3 separate regions of the Anas platyrhynchos genome follow, and regions 1 and 2 are each linked to region 3. A link is a contact called in public Hi-C data. All regions are on one chromosome and are shown on one strand. The core of a region is the stretch at or near the end of the contact, and the rest is flanking DNA. Distances in the headings are between cores, read along the strand shown.

Region 1 (2,976 bases), core at 149-2,648, 68 kb after region 3:
TACAGTTTGAAAGGAAAGGCCCCTTTAGGCACAGCATAAATGCAACCATATGCCCTTACCTTGGAGTCTTTGCTGAATTTTGACAATAAAATTGCTGTGTTTATGATTACTTTGCTGAAGAAGCAGCTCTGTTGCTTTCAAGGCAGAGAGACAGCAGCAATTAACTTGCTGTCCTTCTTTAGTAAGTGTAAAATATGCTTGATTACAAAATTGATAACTAAATAAATGAATATAACTAGGATTATGGTAACATGTAAGGACTGTGTGCCTTTATTTCTCAGAAGAAACGGGAGGCAGTTAAAATGAGAAGAAACCTTGGCACGATCTGGTCAGTGGGAGAAGTGTATGCAAAGTGGAACTGTTACCCTTTTGTTACTTTTAGTGCAGCTCTTAAGTTGGTGCGGAAGCATCTGTTTGGACTTGCAGAACAACCATCTTGTGTTCAGAAAAATCATTACATCCCAGTTTGGTTTTCTGACAAAAATAAAAATAAAACTAAAGCGTGGCATTCATTGTTAACTTTGCCTATTGGTATCACTGGATAAGGTGAATGATTTGGGTTTTGAAAATAACACGAAAATCGCAATTAAATGCGGTTTCCTACAATTCTGCATCTCTGCTAAGAAAGCAGTTTGCGAAAGTTGCTTGAGTGGCTGGAAGGAGTGTGCTCATTAGCATTCAAAATCTCGAGCGCTGTACATGAGTGCACCTGCTTGTGCTACAGTGATCCCTCCGATTACTGAGAAGTCTGTGGGTTTGTGCCCCAACAGGGATGGCGGTGGTTGTTTTCGGTGTTCTTCTGTGCGTAGGCAAAAGGCTGCTTCCTTCAGTCAGGGTACAGCCTGCGTCAGTGGAACAGAGGGAGAAGATCTAACCCATGGATGTCTAAAATCCAACAGCAATCCTATTTATGTACTGGACACATAAACTTACCAGGTACTGCTTGTGGTATTGAAAATAGTGACCGTGTTTCCAAATCAGCAATGGCAACGTGGCCACCAAGAGGTGCAGGAGGGAGCGTCCTCTTTGGAAGCATGCTGACAAGTAGAGGGGTTTATTAATGGACGTGGTACCCATCAGAACGGGATCATTGCACGGGAAAGGCAAATGTGACTTGAAATCAGCATTTAAATAATGGAAGGAAGCACGACTCCGTGTGGGTGAAGCCAGCCAATTGTGCTGGCAGTGTAAACTTAGCCAGATGAGAGGAATGGTAGGTAAGGGAGGAAGAAGTGAGCAAGAATTGAGCATGGAAAGCTGCAGAAAATGGTGCTGGCAGGCCAGGCCGGCGGGTTTGGGAGCTGGCAGACGCGGCTCGCTTGCAGTTGAGCATGGGAGGGAAGCAGCAGCGTGCTGTGAACTGGGCTAACCGCCCTGCGGCGGCAGGGCTTCCTCTGTGTCAGTAAATGTGACTCAGAAGAGCCCAGGGAGCATCGCGGAGCAGCCGGCGTGTCGCTGTTAGTCACTGCTTAGCTGAAATGCCCGTATTGTTTGGTGGCATCGTGTGAACCCGATAATTGCCTAAGCCGCGCATATCCCGGTACTGCTGCCCGCACTGAGCCTGTCCAGCCCCTTCCACCACAGCACAAAGAGCTTTCTGAAGGAGGGAAGGGTCATTTGTTTGTTTTTTGGGTTAGGTTGTTTCTTTATTGTTTTTAGTGGTTATTTTTCAGCTTTTTTTTAAGAATGCTATTTTGAAGCCCTGAATGCAGCAGGTTGCTGCAGCTGGCGAAACTCAGAGCTATGCCAGATAATGCTTCTGCAGCGATGGCTCCCCCAGCTGAAAACCTGGCACTCCTGGGGCTGCAGTGGTACTTTGAGGCTAAGGTGCCAGCTGTGCACCCTGTAAATTAAACCAAAGTGTCCACGCTAACATGTCTTAAAGTACAGCTCATATCTATTGAACGCTCCCAGAATAGACGTACTGCTTTAAAATTGAAGTACATAAATGGGTTTCAAGTATTTACCTGCATTTGTGTGTGCTACTTGAAAGCAGCCTGTGTGCATACGGAAGAGAAAAATCAAAATACTCGGGTTATGAACCCAAACCAGAGGAGGAACACACTGTTCGGTTGCAGAAGAGGTGACGCACGAGGTCTCTGGCTGTGGGGGCAGCTTGGGCCCTCTTTTTTGTGTTCAGCTGCAGACCTTAGTGGCTGACAGTTAAATGCCTGCTGCCTTAGAGGAAATGCAGCACACTTGGGATGCAGAGTGTGTGTCTGGGGATTGGTGGTGCTGGGAGGAGAAGCAGGCATCTGTGATACATGTATGTCTATTTTTCAGGTAAAGTATGAGTCCTCTATGAGAACTGATATTACTACTGACCTTCTTTAATTTCCTCTTTAAATTGCCATCAATTCAAACTGTTTAACAGAGTCATTTACTTAAAGGAGAACTGATATCACTTTTTTTTACACAGGGGCTCAATCATAAGTACCAAAGTTTTCTCAAGTTTTGTTATCGCTAACTTTATAGGTGTACCAAAGGAAGAAAAAAAACCATGCTGCAGTAAAACTCAAAATCTTAATTAAGAGCTGTTAAAATGTTTGTGTATAGATTAAATTGTACTGCTGTGTTGTTATAAGCCTTTGTTCCAGGAAAAGCTAAAGTAAATGTTGACTGCATGAATATCCAGAGGGGAGGTTTATTTGGGAATGATGTAATGTACTCTGCCATCTTGGCACTGTAGCTCTTCCCCCAAAAATCTCAATCCTGAGAAAGCTCACAGGAAAGGTTAACAGAAGGGAATTTCACACCAAAGAACATGTGTTTCAGATGAAGAGACATGAAACCCCATTGCCTTACTGTGCTGAGACGAGCCTCAGCCTGGCTGCGGGAGGGTTTCTGAGGCTGGGCTCAGAGCAGAGCCAAAGTTTGGAGCCCCTCTGCAGAGGGGGGCGGTGTGGGACTGCTCCTCAGGGAGCCCTACCTGCTGGGGGGCTGTTGAATTGAGGGGGAAAGAACGATTCTCTTGTT
Region 2 (2,802 bases), core at 141-2,640, 130 kb before region 3:
GCCTACGTGCACGGCGTGGACGGGGACCCTTCCCCAGGCACCCTGCCACCATGGAAACTCCTCCTGGGTCTGCGTCTGTGCCAAAGGCTCTTCAGGCTGCTATTTGCAATGAAGAAGCGTAGCTGAGGTCCCTGGCTGTGGTCAGAGCTGGATACCTGTGGCATGGCTTACACAGATGTGAACATTCACATGGGTTGAGGTTAATGGCAGTAAAATAGTTCATTCTCTTTGGTTGCCTCGAAGGCAGCATCTTGGCAGTCTTTTTGCCAGCAGCATCCAGATCGCTGTGCCCCAGGCACTATGTGCACCCAAGGTGCTAACACAGCTCCAAGCCCACGTCCTCAGTGCTCACCAAGCCGTGGTGAAAGGGCAGCCCCAGCTCGTGTGCTGGTCTGGGGCAGATCTGGGGACAGAGGGGTAGGAAGGCAAGAAAACAAGCCTGCAGGCGGTGGAATCTTCTCAGATATTCCTTTGTGGTCCTGGTCCTGGCCTCTGTCCATGTCTCCTCCCTGAATGAAAGGCCACGTGTGGGATACTCCAGCATTGCTGCGCTGGCTTGGGTTGCATTCGATTGGGAAATCAGAGCACCATTTGTCAGCAGAAGCAGCTGAGTCACTGCTGGGTTATTTTCTGCTCCTTGTACAGAGGCGCTTGAGGGTTAGCTCCAACATGATGGCATGGTAGCTGCTGGCAAATGCTGACTTTTTAATCAAGGTTGTCATGAGCAGAATTCAATTCATCTCACTCCAGATGTTATTGTGGAGACGTCTCCACCCAGGCTGGTTGCACTGAGCTCCTTCACAGCTCATGGATGGAAAAGGGCATTTCAAATGTCTGCTGTCTGCTTCTGACATTACCTTGTACCCTAACTTCTTCCTTTCATTTGACAATGAACCAATAGCTTGATGTATATTTAGCATTAAACCATTTAATATTTAGTAGCTGCAGAGCAAGGAGACAGAGGAAAATCACTGGGCTTGGAGAGTGTCAGTGTAGTAAACTCATAGTATCTTCCACCAGGAGAGAAAAAATGTGTGGGTGCTGCTTCCAGAAGGTGTGATACGACAGCACGGCTGCCCAGACCAGCTGGCTCTGGGCAAACACCCTGAGGTTGTGGCACCACAGTATTTTTCCTGCAGAAACCGTGCCCAGCCGTATCGGCTATATTATTTTAGGGCAAGGGGAAGAAAACCCCACAGTCCACCCTCAGAGCCCAGCGCTCCTCCAGCACACACAGCGGTGATGTAACACATCTTAAATAATCATCAGTTATGAAATGCTTGAAACGTCGCCAGGCAGTTGTATTGTGTCCCTTCAGAAATCAATAGCACCTAGGCGCAGGAAGCACAGCGCTCGCACACGTGCGCAGAGCGCACTGTCACAGAAGCACCAAATATCCTGAGTTGGAAGGGACCCATGAGGACCGTGTCCAACTCCTGGCTCCACACAGGACCGCCCCAAAATCAGACCATATGCCTGAGAGCGCTGTCCAAAAGCTTCTTGAACTCCAGCAGGCTCGGTGCTGTGATCGCTGCCCTTGGGGGCCTGTCCCAGTGCCTGACCACCCTCTGGGTGCAGACCCTTTCCCTAACCCCCAGCCTGACCCTCCCCTGTCCCAGCTCCATGCCGTCCCCTTGGGTCCTGTCGCTGTCCCCAGAGAGCAGAGCTCAGCGCCTGCCCCTCCGCTCCCTGTGAGGGAGCTGCAGGCCGCCATGAGGCCTCCCCTCAGCCTGCTCTGCTCGGGGCTGAACACACCAAGGGGCCACAGCCACTCCTCATACACCTTGCCCTCTACACATTTCCCTGTCTTTGTAGCCCTCCTTTGGACACTTTAATAGTTTCATGTTCATTATTGTTTCACCCCAAACCACACTGTGTTCGCGGCGAGGCCGCAGGAGGCAGAGCAGAGCGGGACAGTCCCTTCCCTTGGCCGGCCATGCCGGGCCTGAGGCACCCGGGGCCATGTTTGGCCTCGTGCCTGCCAGGGCCTGCTGCTGGCTCACGTTCCACTTGCTGGCAACCAGAAACCCCAGATCCCTTTCCACAGGGCTGCTCTCCAGCCTCTCGCCCCATAATCTGTACATACAGCCAGGGCTGCCCCATCCCAGGTGCCGAATCTGGCATTTGCCCTTGTTAAATGTCGTATTGTTGGTGATGGCCCAGCCGTCCAACTTGTCAACATCTCTCTGCAAGGCCTCTCTAACCCTCAAGGGAGTCAACAGCTCCTCCCAATCTAGAATTATCTGCAAACTTACTCACAACATATTCTAGTCCTACAGCCAAGTCATTTATAGAAACATTAAAGAGAATTAATCTCTAAAATTGATTTAGGGCCTAAGAGGCCCTAAAACGGAGCTCTGGGGATCCCCACTAGTGACTAGTTACTGACGAAACCCTATTTACTAGAACCCTTGGAGCCTGTCCCACCAACCAGTTGTTCACCCATCGTATTGTGCACTTGGCTAGCTGTATGCTGGACATTTTATCCAGAAGGGTACCGTAAAAAGCAGTATCAAAAGCTTTGCCGAAACCCAAAACTGGCTTCCCTGGGTCAAATAGGTAGGTAACCTTGTCATAAAAGGACATTAGATAAACAGGACCTGCCCCTCGTTCTTCCTTATCTAAAAAGTCCCCTCCCCTACATGGCAGGCTCTGCTGTCCTGCCACTGCTTCTGACCAGAAACTATCCTGTCCAACCAGACGAGATACCAACACAAGATACTCCCCAGACTCCCACCCCGAAATCCAACCAGCACCATGGCCCTCCTGGTGACTGCCTGCTGCATGGGAACGTCCAGGCAG
Region 3 (3,208 bases), core at 356-2,855:
AATGAAGTCAATATTCCACCGTTAATTCACCATTTTGCAGCTGTGCTCAGGCACTTGGGTCACAAAAAGAAAAATGCAAACTTAGGAAAAAAAAATAATAAAGACGTCAGTTCCTGCTGCTGCAACCCCAGGGCTGTGCCTGCCGGGTCAGGGTCGTGGGTTTGGGGCAGAACCCAGCACCCAGCCCAGGAATTTGCCCTTTTTTATCTGCAAGGCCTCATGAGCAGCAGACGGGACATTACCAACATTTTTTTAGAGCACTGGGATGCTCGTGGCATCCCCTGTGCCGGGCAGATGGGAGAGGGCTTGGGGGTACCCCCAGCATGCCAGGAGAGAATTGGGGATGTCACCAGGTTGAGCATCCCCAGCGGATGCAGTACATCACATCCACTTATTATTATTATTATTATGACTACGACTACTACGACTGCTACAACTGCTACAACTGCTACAACTACTACTCCTCTTACTCTTACTATTACCACTTCATTTCTGCAGGCTGCTCCAAGGCAGAGCAGCACCCGCTGATGGAAACTGCCGCCGGCAGCCAGCCTGCAGCCCACTCACGCCTTAATCCGCCCCGACAGATGCTGGTGAGGAAAGGCTCCTGCAGCAGGATCGGGCCCCCTGCCCAACGCTTCATCCCTTAAAAGCTCTGCGTTATCCCCAGCACGGCCCTGGGGCACGGTGGTTAATGCCACATGGAGGTGGTGCTGTCCCCATAGCATCCCCACGGGCATCGCCTTATCCCAGCACACCACGGACCCAAATTATTCAGGGAGGAAAAGCTAAACGCATTTTTATTTTATTTTTTTACATTTTTTGTGTTCGTTTTAAGCTTTTTTATGGGAAAAAGGGATAAAAAAAAACAGCTGCTGCATTGGTTTGGCAGCGCAGAGCCCCGCACTGCTCCTCCAGCTCAGGCTTATGCTGTGCCAGGGTTTATTTTTGGGGTGATTCTTCTTGATGCCTGGCAATTGCTGATTTTGTCACCATCAGCCCTACAGTTGGGCGATGGATGGCATCTCATCCAATGCAGGTACAGGAGATGTAGAGGGGACTGGGTGGTATTTTTGAGTCACAACATCTCTTTTTTATTATTTTTTTTCTTGCACAGAAGTAGGAAGAGCCATGTCAGGTGAAATGTGTCGTGAATTCCTGTTTTATTCATCAAACTTGTTAGCAAAGGGGAAAAAAAACACGACATACTTTTTTTCCAGGTCGGTAACTTTCACACCGGTTGCCTAAGAGGATTTTTTCCTTTTTTTGAACTGACGTTTTCATACCCTATGTCCCTCGGTGCCCAGAGAACCAACTCAGGCTCTGAAATCAAACCTGTCACCCAAGCTGGTTGCCCATCCCTAGCACCAGGGCGGGCTGAATTTTCCAGTCCCGCTTCCCCCAAGCCCAAATCCTTTCCTGATGGCTTTTTGGCTTTTCTTGGGCCACCGCCTGCAGAAACCCTTCTTATTGCTGCTCCTCAGTGGGCATATTTGGGGTAAAAAATACATTTGTGGTGCAACCCCTGGTTCTGGGGCTGGGTGGCCTTGCGGGGTCTCGGCGGGTGCCTGCTGTGCCCCGTTTATCGGTTGGGCAGATGGAGAGGGACCACGGTGTCCCCAAGGCTTATCAGGCCTTGGGAAGCTTCCCCACAGACCTTCGCCCTCCTGCTGGCTGCCGGCTGTGAGCAAACCCTCTCTTTTCCCCCTCCCTGTGGCAGTGGGGCCAGGAGCTCCTCCAGGATATCCTGCGGCCCCGGCCGGATCCGGGAACAATGCGCGGGGCTGGGATGGTGTCCCCTCGGAGCTGGGTTTCCTCCCCGGGTCTCACCCCTCTCCTACCACCGGTACTGTGCATCCCCATCCCAATCCCACTCCCATTCCCATACCATCCCTATCCTCATCCTATTCCCATCCCTATCCCCATCCCCATCGCCATCCCATCCCAATCCCCTAAATTGGGGGAAATCATCATCTGCTTTGTGTTTCTTTTACCCCTTTGGGAAGAAAGCTCCTTGGGGCAGCTCAGGTGCATCTTCCAGCTAAATCCTGCCCCACACCCAATAGGGCCATGTCCCACCACGTCCCGCTGAAGCCCTTCCCTCTGCAGGAAACCCGTTATTTGCTTCCAGTTTATTGAGTCCGGCTTCCTTCCTTTCTCCCTCATTGTGCGCTGCACAATCACTGGGAGCATTTGAAGCATTCCCCAAGCACCTCTTTGTGGGGTCGTACTTTGGGGGGTGTTTTTGTAGGCTGATTTCTCATCTCTGGGGGTTCAAAGCTCTGTGAGCAGCTCTGGCAGCTCCCTGATTTATAGACCTGTCCCAAGTCCCACTTTTGGGGAAACCTCCCCATCCGTGTCACTGCGCGTGGGCGAGGGATGGAATAGTTGGGATGACATGAGTCTGGGATCTGGGTGAATAAAATATTTGGGGCACAGAGCAAACCCAAAAACATCCCGGTGAGTGTGGACATGAGCTCCAGGCACCAGATGAGGTTCGGTGATGGGACTCGTTAGGTCAGGCTGATGGCTGGACTTGATGATTTTGAAGGTCTATTTCCAACTTCAATTCCACAATTTTACATATGGTCTTTTCAGCATTCCTAAATTTGGGTTTATTTCTTACCCTGGCCCATAGCAAGACAAATACATAAATTCTGAAGGGTTTTTTTTTGCAGGTTTAGGGCCGGCGGGGCCGGTTTGCCAGCGCACACTGCCATCTGCAGCATCTCGCAGGAGGAGCTGCCTGGAGCCGGCCAGCACCCGTGGCTCGCTGGTTCCCCCGGAGCTGCTGGGATGTAAATTCATCCATTAAAGATGAAATCCCCCCAGGATGGGTCTCCACACGGTGGGGACGGAGCGTGGGAGGAGAAGGAGCAGGAGCTGGGGGACAGCACACATCCGAGGGCAGAGTTGGTGGATGAGAGGCACAGCACAAAAAATAAAAAAATAAATATATACACAAATACATCTCCCAAGGAGATTTTTTGGACATTACCAGAGTAATAGGGATTATTAGATATATTATATGGAGCATCCTGTCCACTGGCCGAGCCTCTTAGGGCTACGTGGGGCAGAACCATGCGGGGGCCCAACGGTGCCCAACATCGGCATCGCCCCTCAGGGCTCTGCGACCTCTTTTCCCCCTGATGAGGAGAAGCTGATGGGGCCCCCGAGCCGTGCCCTCCTCCTCCTCTTCCTCTGCCAG

What was found. Hi-C and Micro-C count contacts between places; a contact is called where the count stands out from the background.
Region 1: a contact with region 3 is called in a Hi-C map of skeletal muscle, with 1.9 times the contacts expected there. The contact joins two enhancer-like sites. A contact is called at or near these places in 4 of 8 Hi-C or Micro-C datasets (F1 follicle, liver, skeletal muscle and 1 more).
Region 2: a Hi-C map of skeletal muscle shows a contact between it and region 3, with 2.6 times the contacts expected there. The contact joins two enhancer-like sites. A contact is called at or near these places in 3 of 8 Hi-C or Micro-C datasets (liver, skeletal muscle and subcutaneous adipose tissue).

Annotation. Positions count from the first base shown.
Region 1 is chr12:13,474,608-13,477,583 of IASCAAS_PekinDuck_T2T, forward strand. All of the region lies in intron 6 of CBFB (core-binding factor subunit beta), which reads left to right. Among named protein-coding and RNA genes, the nearest start is that of PHAF1, 12 kb to the right of the region's middle. Within about 2 kb of position 1,399, at least 3 of the 8 cell types and tissues checked have an H3K27ac peak or open chromatin away from gene starts, as enhancers often do.
Region 2 is chr12:13,281,256-13,284,057 of IASCAAS_PekinDuck_T2T, forward strand. All of the region lies in intron 4 of GNAO1 (G protein subunit alpha o1), which reads right to left. All of the region lies in intron 1 of LOC140003541 (a long non-coding RNA gene), which reads left to right. Among named protein-coding and RNA genes, the nearest start is that of AMFR, 61 kb to the left of the region's middle. Within about 2 kb of position 1,391, at least 1 of the 8 cell types and tissues checked has an H3K27ac peak or open chromatin away from gene starts, as enhancers often do.
Region 3 is chr12:13,406,231-13,409,438 of IASCAAS_PekinDuck_T2T, forward strand. No RefSeq gene overlaps it. Among named protein-coding and RNA genes, the nearest start is that of GNAO1, 24 kb to the left of the region's middle. Within about 2 kb of position 1,606, at least 1 of the 8 cell types and tissues checked has an H3K27ac peak or open chromatin away from gene starts, as enhancers often do.